Regions from separate parts of the Sus scrofa genome. Here all the other regions are linked to region 1. Evidence: chromatin contacts called from public HiChIP or PLAC-seq data. All regions are on one chromosome and are shown on one strand. The core of a region is the stretch at or near the end of the contact, and the rest is flanking DNA. Distances in the headings are between cores, read along the strand shown. Region 1 has its middle 64 kb from the start of C17H20orf196. Region 2 holds the start of GPCPD1 (glycerophosphocholine phosphodiesterase GPCPD1). Region 3 overlaps C17H20orf196.

Region 1 (3,229 bases), core at 614-3,113:
GAGTTCCCTTGTGGTTCTGTTGCAGGTTAAGGGTCTGGCATTGCCACTGCAGCAGCTCGTGTTCCCAGGCTAGAGGTCAGATCAGAGCTGTGGTCGCCAGCCCATGTCACAGCCACAGCAACATGGGATCTGAGCCACTCTGCAAACTACACTACTCTGCAACCTACACCACCTACACCAGCAAGACCAGATCCTTAATCCACTGATTGAGGCCAGGGATCGAACCTGCATCTTCATGGATACTAGTCGGCTTTGTTTCCGTTGTGCCACAATGGGAACTCCTCAATCAGCCCATTTGCAAATGATGCCAAAGTCCTGAACAATGTGGGGAAATTTATAACTGTGCCTGTAAAAGTTATACACTTAGCCTAGGAGATTGGTGACCACCGCAAAAGAAAGTAGAGTTGAGGATGGGGACAAGGGCTTTAGCTATATTTGAAGTTTTTAAAAAATAAGTGCTAAGAAATCACATCAGAAGCTATTATTTTAAAATATTTAATTTGGTTAAATCTGGGAATTTAATACCTGGGCCTTACAGGGTGCTTTGACTGAATGTAGTTCTAAAAACATTTTCTTTTAATAACAAGCTTTAGAAAGGAAAGTGCTTCCTCATTCAGGATGACACAAGAGTGTCACATGAGGGCCAAGACACATTGTAATGGATGGGAAGTTCTTCTCCACCACTCTGGTCCTCTCTTCACCAGCCCTTCTTCTCAAGACACAAGATAAGTGCCGTACAGTTGGATGAGACTGTTCCACCCTGTTTGTTTGGAAGTTGTGGGAAAGCACAGAAATGCAATTTAAAACTAAGATACTGAGGAGTTCTCATTGTGGTGCAGCGGAAACGAACCCGACTAGTATCCACGAGAATGAGAATGCAGGTTCGATCCCTGGCCCCACTCAGTGGGTTAAGGGTCCAGCGTTGCTCAGACATGCTGAGACATGGCTCAGATCCCGCATTGCTGTGGCTGTGGCATAGGCTGGCAGCTGTAGCTCTGATTCAACCCCTAGCCTGGGAACTTCCATATGCTGCGGGTGTGGCCCTAAAAAGAAAGAAAGAAAGAGAGAGAGAGAAGGAAGGAAGGAAGGAAGGAAGGAAGGAAGGAAGGAAGGAAGGAAGGAAGGAAGGAAACGAAGATACTGAAACAGAGCAGGACCCTGTGGGGCTACCAGGTACAATGCCTTTCTGTGTCCTGTTTCTTGTTTGCGGGAAATAGGCCTCCTTCAGCCTCTGCGACCTTTCCAGAATTCCAAAGGGCAACTTCAAACAGCTGCTAATCAGGGAAGAGAGGAGATATGGAGGAGCAATCAGGAAATAATTTTGCAGAGACAAAGTGGGGTCCTGGTTCCTCCTCAAGGAACATACATAATATTTTTAGGTTCTTCTGCAGCAACTAAGGCCCCCATCCAGGTGGAGGGTGGTAACTTCAGGCTGAGCGCAAGAGTCCTGGAGCACCGCCCTGTTACTTCACACCAACCAGTCAGAAGAAGGTCACACACCCTGCAGCCCTCACCCTAAATTTTACCTATAAAAACATTCCCCTAAAACTATCAGGGAGTTTGGGGCTTTTGAGCATGAGCCTCCTGTTCTCCTTGCTTGGCCCTGCAATAAACATTCTCTGCCCCAAATTCCAAAGTTTCAGTTTGTTTGGCCTCACCATGTGGGCACCAAAACTTTGTTTGGTAACAGAAACTTACTTGCTCATATACATAATTGAGTTTATTTTTTGAGTTGACATTATCCAGACACTAAATTTACTAAGTATTGCACAATGGCTCCTATTGCAATTATTCCAGTTTTCACTCCCACTGGCAGAGCATAAAAGCCCTGTCTCTTGTAGTTCTCCTGTGACTCAGTGAGTTAAGGGTCCCTTATTGCTACTATAGCAGCTTTAGTCACTGCTGTGGCATGGGTTCTATCCTTAGCCTGGGAATTTCCACATGCTTCAGGCATCGCCCCACCCACTCCCAAAATGAAATCTCCATTTCTATTTTTTTTGTTTTTTTTGTTTTTTTTTTTTTGTCCTTTTCTAGGGCTGCTCCCGTGGCATATGGAGATTCCCAGGCTGAGGGTCTAATCGGAGCTGTAGCTGCTGGCCTATGCCAGAGCCACAGCAATGTGGGATCTGAACTGTGTCTACAACCTACACCACAGCTCAAGGCAACGCCTGGATCCTTAACCCACTGAGCAAGACCAGGGATCGAACCCGAAACCTCATGGTTCCTAGTCAGATTCGCTAACCACTGAGCCACGACCAGAACTCCGAAATCTCCATTTCCGATTTTTCACTCACCAGTTGATGTTGTCAGATTTACTCTGCCAAGGGTTCATTGAAATCAGAGGTCATTGTTGTTTTAATTTGCATCTCTCTGCTAAAGAGCTCTATGTCTTATAGTCTCCAATAGCAACATTGAAGTCATGAAGAAAAATTATCAGGAAGGACAAGTTAGTGCTACTCTGTGTAGACAAGTTGCACAAAGTTTGCACCCTGTCCTTCCTGCTTAAACAAGGAAGTAACGTTCCCCCACCACCACTTGGGTGTCTACACTGATTAGAATTAGGTTTCATCACTTGCAGCCAAGGCATTTTGACATAGACGTTATCCGGTGCTGTGAATTACTTTTTTTTTTTTTTTTTTTGGACACCCATGGCATATGGAATTCCCTGGTCAGGGATCACAACTACAGCAACGCTGGATCCTGAACCCACTGTGCCAGGCAGGGAATCAAACCTGCATCCCAGGGCTCCCAAGATGCTGCCGATCCCATTGCGCCACAAGCGGAACTCCGGGTGCCATGAATTAATGTGTAGCCTCTCACAAATGATTTCCTGGAGGTGATGTTTTTATCCAAATGAGGTCTCCAAAGGTGCTGAACTTGGGGCCCTGTGCCCCTGAGTGCCTCTGTCCACAGGTGCCAAATAGAAACAAAGAGATAGAGTTTGGGGCAAAGGAGAAAAAAATAGCTTTATTGTTTTGCCAGGAAAGGAGAACACAGTAGGCTAATGCCCTAAAGACTGTGCCCTCTTTTGGGAGAGATAAGGAAGTGGTTTTATAGTTTGGGAGTAGGAAATAGGGCCACAGATAAGGATCAAGGTAGTTACAAGCTTTCATTCTTTGAAGCTGGTATTTAGCGGCCCCAGGACGGCTTGGGGGGTGCTGGTTCATTTGTTGGGGGGTTATTTTTATTTTTTTATTTTTTTGTCTTTTTGCCATTTCTTGGGCCGCTC
Region 2 (3,057 bases), core at 79-2,578, 71 kb before region 1:
CTGAGATTTCTTTTGTGGTCATTTCTGAGTCCAACTTTTCTAAGTCTTACTGGTCTAGAACATTGGTTCTCCCTGGTTAAGCCCAGAACCATCTGAGCCATTTGCAGTTTTACCTGTTTATCTTGTGTTATTTGTATCTAGAATGTTACCAGTTGGAAAAGGACTGATAGCTTGTATTTGTTTCTTAGCTAAGTCTTAACTGTCAGAAATGTAACAAGAAGGAGTAAGGTGAAAGGTTAATGAATAGGAACTGCACAGAAATAGGAAGGGCTGAAAAAGAGTATGAAAAAAACATCAAGTCCAAACATCCTGCTTGGTTCTATCAGTTCCTCTAAGTGTTACATCAGACTAGACAGCTGGCTCAAGGTGAAAGATTTCTTTACAATTCGAGACTAAATTCATGACCGATTTCCTTTGGAAACGAACAGTTGGGTAAAAGGGGGCTGATGAAGCATCGAAACGTTGGAGGCTTTTTTCCAGAAGTCATCAGGGTCATTTAAAGAGCTTTGGAAAAAGTAGAGCTTTAGGAGAAGGGGCAGCTGTCTTAAAATTATTTCAAGGGCACTGATGTCTATTCCTGGAACCTTTTCCTAAGAGAGTAAGGCATTTCGGTTTCTTGGAATGACTGAATTACACAAGCATGCCCAAGACTAAGCAATTTCAGAAAATAAGCAGTTGTCAAAACACTATGAATTACTTAGCGATAAAACCTGAGAGTGGTGGTGGGCGAAGGGTATGCTGCTAGGGGTACACAGACGACTTCAGCTGCATTTATGTTCCTTCGTTCCTTAACTTGCTTTTTGGAACACTCGTGGTTGTGGTAGTCCTATGGTCTATGCATTCTGGTATTTTGAAAACACTACAAAATTTTTGGAGGGTAACTAAGCACCCGGCAGCTCCGCGGAATCGTGACAACAAACGATAAATACAGTAAATATGCGTTACCCACAGACCTACGAGAGCCAACGTCCAGGCCGCGGTCTCCACGGCGGGCAGATCCCGTTCGGGCTGGGGGACCCTCCCCACGCCTCGCCCCACCGCGTCCCCTCGCCGGGTCGCCCTGACAGCTCGGCTGCCACGTGAGCAGCAGCCGTGGCCCCCGCGTCGAGCGCCCGGCCTCCCGCCTCACCTGCCCCGTCCACTGGTCCGCGCCTCCACCGCAGCGCCAGACAGCAGTGCCGCGGGCCGAGGTGCCGGGTACCCGCCGTGCGCACCTCGCCAGCTCTCTCCGAGTCGGACCGCTGCGGCGCCCAGCGGCAGGAAGCGGCTCCGCTCAAACCGGTTTCAGCTGCTCCAGACCAAACCGCCAGGCCATCCCGCGGGGCGGGGCTGGAGGGCTGGCGGGCGGGGCCTGACGTCACGCCCGGCGCCGTCCGAACCAATAGGCGCCCGCGCGTGAGGGGCGGGCCGCGCGAGTTCCTGGAAAGGGCCCGCATCGTCAATCGGTGGTGGCCGGGCATCCCCGGGGTCCCCGGCGTCTGCCTTTTCCGTTGGCTGGAATCCGCCGCGGGTGGCGGCGCCGAGCAGGCCTGGCTTGGGTTCATAGATGCCTATCTTGGAACTCTTAAGTATTAAGACAACCTAGACTAGGACGTGGAGCTGCAATTATAAATTGCATTTTTCCTCATCGGAAAGCGAGAGAAATGAGCAGGCCTGACCTCAGGAACTTTTCCTCCGTTCCAAATTAACAAGCACACTTGGGTCAGATCTTTAGGGTTAAGAAGGAGAATTAAGTGACCTAAGATGGTTGAGCGTTTACAACATTCGCTGCGAAAGCTTGATATTCCAAGCCAGCAGTATCACCTGGGAGCGATCAGAATTGCTCTATTGGGATCCTCTGCCTATTCGAATTGCGTTTAACAAGATCCCCAGATTATTTGTATGTAAATTAAAGTTTGAAGGAAATTTTATGGAAGCTGGAAAAAGTAGCAAAAAATTGTAGTTTAATTTCTGGGGGAAAAAATGAGCTATATTAAGAAAAAAAAAAAAAAAAGCGAGGAGTTCCCATAGTGGCACAGCGGAAACGAATCCGACTAGGAACCATGAGGTTTCGGGTTCCAACCCTGGCCTCGCTCAGTGGGTTAAGGAACCGGGTTGCCCTGAGCTGTGGTGTAGGTTGCAGACGGGGCTGGAATCTGGGGGTTGCTATTGCTCTGGTAAGGCCAGCAGCTGTAGCTCTGATTAGACCCCTAGCATGGGAACTTCCATGTGCCAGGCGTGGGGCCCTAAAAAGACAAGAAAAAAAAGTGAAGTTTTTTTTTCTCTTTTGATGGTCCCAGAAAAATGAGTTAATCAGCATTTGCCACTCACCCAACTTAACATTTTCCAGCATCAAGGTTAACCACTGATTAATTCCTGAAAGAAAATTTTATCAGGTTTTATTTAATCATTTAAATCAAGTGTGATACCGAAAATTTACAAAGAACCGTCTTGGAGTTCCCACTGTGGCATAAGGGGATCAGGGATTTGGGGAGTGCTGGGGTGTGGATTTGACCCCTAGTTGGACACAGTGGGTTAAGGATACGGCATTGCTGAGCTGCAGCTTAAGTCACAACTATGGCACGGATCTGATCCCTGGCTGGGGAACTCCATGTGCTGCAGGGAAGCAAAAAAAAAAAAAACCCAAAAAACAAAACAATAATAATAAAATTGGAGTTCCTGTTGTGGTGCAGTGGTTAAAAAATCCGACTAGGAACCATGAGGTTGCAGGTTCAGTCCCTTGCCTTGCTCAGTGGGTTAAGGATCTGGCGTTGCCGTGAGCTGTGGTGTAGGTTGCAGACGCGGCTCGGATCCCGAGTTGCTGTGGCTCTGGCCTAGGCCGGTGGCTACAGCTCCGATTAGACCCCTAGCCTGGGAACCTCCATATACTGCGGGAGCGGCCCCAGAAAAGGCAAAAAAGACCAAAAAAAAATAAATAAATGAAATTAATAAAAATATAAATAAATAGGAGCTCCCATCATAGCACAGCAGAAACTAATCCAACTAGGAACCATGAGGTTGCAGGTTCAATCCCTGGCCTTGCTCAGTGGGTTAAGGGTCTGGCATTGTGGTAAGCTG
Region 3 (3,277 bases), core at 431-2,930, 73 kb after region 1:
GAGCTGGCAGAGGCCCCATGACCATCCATCCAAAACCACAGGGTTTGTCCTTCCCCAGTCACCCAGTGTGTAAACTGTCCTTGCTTCTCTCACTTTCAACTCCTGACACCCCATGCCACTTGTCGTTGCCCAAGCTGATTCTTCTGGGGCTCATGCTGCCCCCCCCAACCCCCACCATGGCCCAGCCTGCCCCATGTGTGGGGACACCTTCCTGCAAAAAGCCTACCTCCTCCTCTCCATCTTACCATCGTGTTAACACTGTCCCTATGTTTGGGATCGTCCCTGTGTAACTCGAAGGAGGCCTCTGTCACATTCACCTTTGCTCCCCAGTCCCAGTGTGTCAGCAATTGAAGGCCACAGAAGGAAATGCAAATCACCTGTAATCTCACTACCCAGAAATTAAACCACTGAATTAATTGCCACTGAAATTAATCTGGGATATACCCTCCAGACTTTTTTTTTATCTTTTTGTCGTTTTAGGGCCACACCCACGACATATGGAGATTCCAGGCTAGGGGTCTAATGGAGCTGTTGCTGCCAGCCTGTGCCAGAACCACAGCAACGCAAGACCCAAGCCGCGTCTGCAACCTACACCACAGCTCACAGCAACGCCGGATCCTTAACCCATTGAGCAAGGCCAGGGATGGAACCCGCAACCTCATGGTTCCTAGTCGGATTTGTTTCCACTGAGGCACAACAGGAATGCCTACCCTCCAGACTTTTTTTTTGTTTTATCACTACAGGTCTGTATATATTTCATACACACATCCCACACAGAGTATTTTACTTTATGAAATCTGGATCAGACCCTACCTATGGTTTAAAAATGTTGTCCCATTTAAAATGTGGGGTGTTCCCCTTTTCATTAGCTATTCATACAGTCCTTGGATTATAGTGCCATGCAGTAGTTCATCCTTATCAGATAGGCGGCTCATCTTCCAGCTGAAGTTATTCATGGTTTCTTTCTGTGCTGTGAGTATTTGTTTCTCTTGATGAAGAAACAGGATAAGCAAATACTGGGTCTAAAGTGAAGACCAGGAGGACCATTAATGACAGGAAAGTAAATTATTCTGGTTCTCCTGTTATTGGGGCTTTGAGGTGCTTTGAGCCATGACTGTGCTGGGGGTTCCTCTTAGGCGATGCCTTCTGTATTGAATTGTTCTCTTTTGCCATGGCAGGGCGATGGCCACCCAGGATGCCACCCCAGTAGCCAGTGGGAGGGAAGCAATGCTTTGGACCTGCCATCCGCTTGTGACATAAGGGATTACGTGTTGCAGAGACCCAGCCAGGAGGCCAGCAGCGAGGCTTTCAGTTCTGAGGAAGCCCTTTCATTTCCTTGCTCTTCTGATGTGGATCCAGGTAAGAAGCAGAGTTTAAAACAAACACAAAAATCCTAACATAGGCAGGTATGGGATCCTTTGTTTCTCTTGTCCAATGGCTGGGTCCACTGTCTTGGGAAGAAAAACATCTTCTGTAAGCAAAACCGTTGGAAGAGACTTCAAAGGCAGCCTCCCTGGTGTAACTGCGACAGGGAGCTGTTTCCTGGAGGCCCTTTTGTCTGAGTCCCTTTCTGATCTCTGTCCAGAATTCATTCAGACACAGGCAACACTTGGTTCAATAGGGAATGAGTGGAATTGTTTTTCGGTTTTGTTCTTTGAAAACTTCAGAAGAGAGCCACGTGGGCTTGCCCTGTGTCATAGCTAACAGCACTAGGGATGTTAGTCTTCCTCTTATGAAGCCTGGTCTGGATTTGGGGAACAGCTTCTCTTTAATTCCCTGACTGAATTGCCAGAAAGTCTATGATTTAAGGGTTGTTGTTTTTTTGTATTTTTTTTTTTAGGAGCACAACTTTGGCATATGAAAGTTCCCAGGCTGGGGGTCAAGTAGGAGCTGCAGCTGCTGGCCTATACCACAGCCACAGCAATGCCAGATCTGAGCCACATCTGCGACCTACATCACAGCTCAAGGCAACCCCAGATTCTTAATCCACTGATTGAGGCCGGGAATCAAACCTGAGTCCTCATGGGTACTAGTCTGGTTCATTTTTCGCTGAGCAATAGGAACTCCTATGATTTCAGTTTAATGATAATTCTGTGATGTAATTGTGACCATCTCTGGTTGTAAAGAACATCTCCTCCCTGTTTATTGCCTAATCCAGGCCTGGAGGTCCACAGGTCACTTACTGGTGTGTGACTTGGGTCATGTTTCTCAAGCCCTCTGAGTTCCAGAATCTACAAAGTAGTGACTAAAATACTTGCCTCATGGAGTGAGGTTTAACCCAGGGAACAAGGTAAAGGACTTTTCACAATGTTTGCTGTACACAGGTGCTCAGTCAGTTGTCATTATTCTGTGCTATTATTATTGTTTTTGTCAATATTAAGATACCCAAATATATATTTTTAAAGACACTCAGGTACACTAAGAAAATGTGGGCCTAAATGATGATGAATTCAACTTTGGCAATAAGTAGGGTGCGTCCTATTATTGTCTTTAAGAATTCCATGGGGAGCTCCCATCAGCGGAAATGAATCTGATTAGCATCCATGAGGACCCAGGTTCAACCCCTTGCCCAGTGGGTCAGGGACCCAGTGTTGCCGAGAGCTGTGGTGCAGTTTGCAGATGCGGCTCAGATCTGGCGTTGTTATGGCTGTGGTTTAGGCCAACGGCTACAGCTCTGATTCAAATCCTAGGCTGGGAACCTCCATATGCCATGGGTGTGGCCCTAAAAAGACAAAAAAATAAAATAAAATAAAATAAAGAATTCTATGGGAAAAAAATACTTTTTAAACTTCCTTGATCCTGTTTTGATTTTCAGGATGTAGGGAAATCAGGATCAGTCAGTCTCTTATTAAGTTAGTTCCTGACCAAGTATTAGATCGTTTCTTATCCTTTTTCTTTCTAGGCTCAGAAGAGTAGTCCATTTTACCTTTTCTCTCCCTACCAACCTGCTACCTCTGCTCTAGTTTCCGTTACTAAGAAAGCAGCTGTTATTCATTTGAATTGAGTTGACCATCGAAATATTTATATTGGAGTATTTGTTTATAATCTAGACATTTGGGAGTTCCCCTTGTGGCTCAGTGAAAACGAATCTGACTAGCATCTATGAGGACACAGTTTTGATCCCTGGCCTTGCTCAGTGGGTTAAGGATCCGATGTTGCTGTGAGCTGTGGTGTAGATTGCAGATGAGGCTTGGATCTGGCATTGCTGTGGCTGTGGTGTAGGCCAGTGGCTACAGCTTCAACTTGACCCCTAGCCTGGGAACTTCCATATGCTGTG

What was found. HiChIP or PLAC-seq counts read pairs in DNA pulled down with a chosen protein or histone mark.
Region 2: an H3K27ac HiChIP or PLAC-seq map of alveolar macrophages shows a contact between it and region 1. The contact joins the promoter of GPCPD1 here to the enhancer-like site in region 1. A contact is called at or near these places in 1 of 5 promoter capture datasets (fetal liver), 7 of 47 Hi-C or Micro-C datasets (blood, embryonic fibroblasts, liver and 2 more) and 2 of 2 datasets of contacts at active chromatin or transcription factors (alveolar macrophages and skeletal muscle).
Region 3: an H3K27ac HiChIP or PLAC-seq map of alveolar macrophages shows a contact between it and region 1. The contact joins two enhancer-like sites. A contact is called at or near these places in 3 of 47 Hi-C or Micro-C datasets (blood and liver) and 2 of 2 datasets of contacts at active chromatin or transcription factors (alveolar macrophages and skeletal muscle).

What each region holds. Positions count from the first base shown.
Region 1 is chr17:14,545,413-14,548,641 of Sscrofa11.1, forward strand. No RefSeq gene overlaps it. Among named protein-coding and RNA genes, the nearest start is that of C17H20orf196, 64 kb to the right of the region's middle. Within about 2 kb of position 1,864, at least 13 of the 83 cell types and tissues checked have an H3K27ac peak or open chromatin away from gene starts, as enhancers often do. A contact at or near this core is called in alveolar macrophages and embryonic fibroblasts, where this site is marked.
Region 2 is chr17:14,474,895-14,477,951 of Sscrofa11.1, forward strand. GPCPD1 (glycerophosphocholine phosphodiesterase GPCPD1) reads right to left here and starts at 1,329. Exons shown (of 20, transcript XM_021078049.1): 1 at 1,130-1,329.
Region 3 is chr17:14,618,206-14,621,482 of Sscrofa11.1, forward strand. C17H20orf196 reads left to right here. Exons shown (of 3, transcript XM_021078198.1): 2 at 1,179-1,359. Among named protein-coding and RNA genes, the nearest start is that of C17H20orf196, 9.1 kb to the left of the region's middle. Within about 2 kb of position 1,681, at least 11 of the 83 cell types and tissues checked have an H3K27ac peak or open chromatin away from gene starts, as enhancers often do. A contact at or near this core is called in alveolar macrophages, where this site is marked.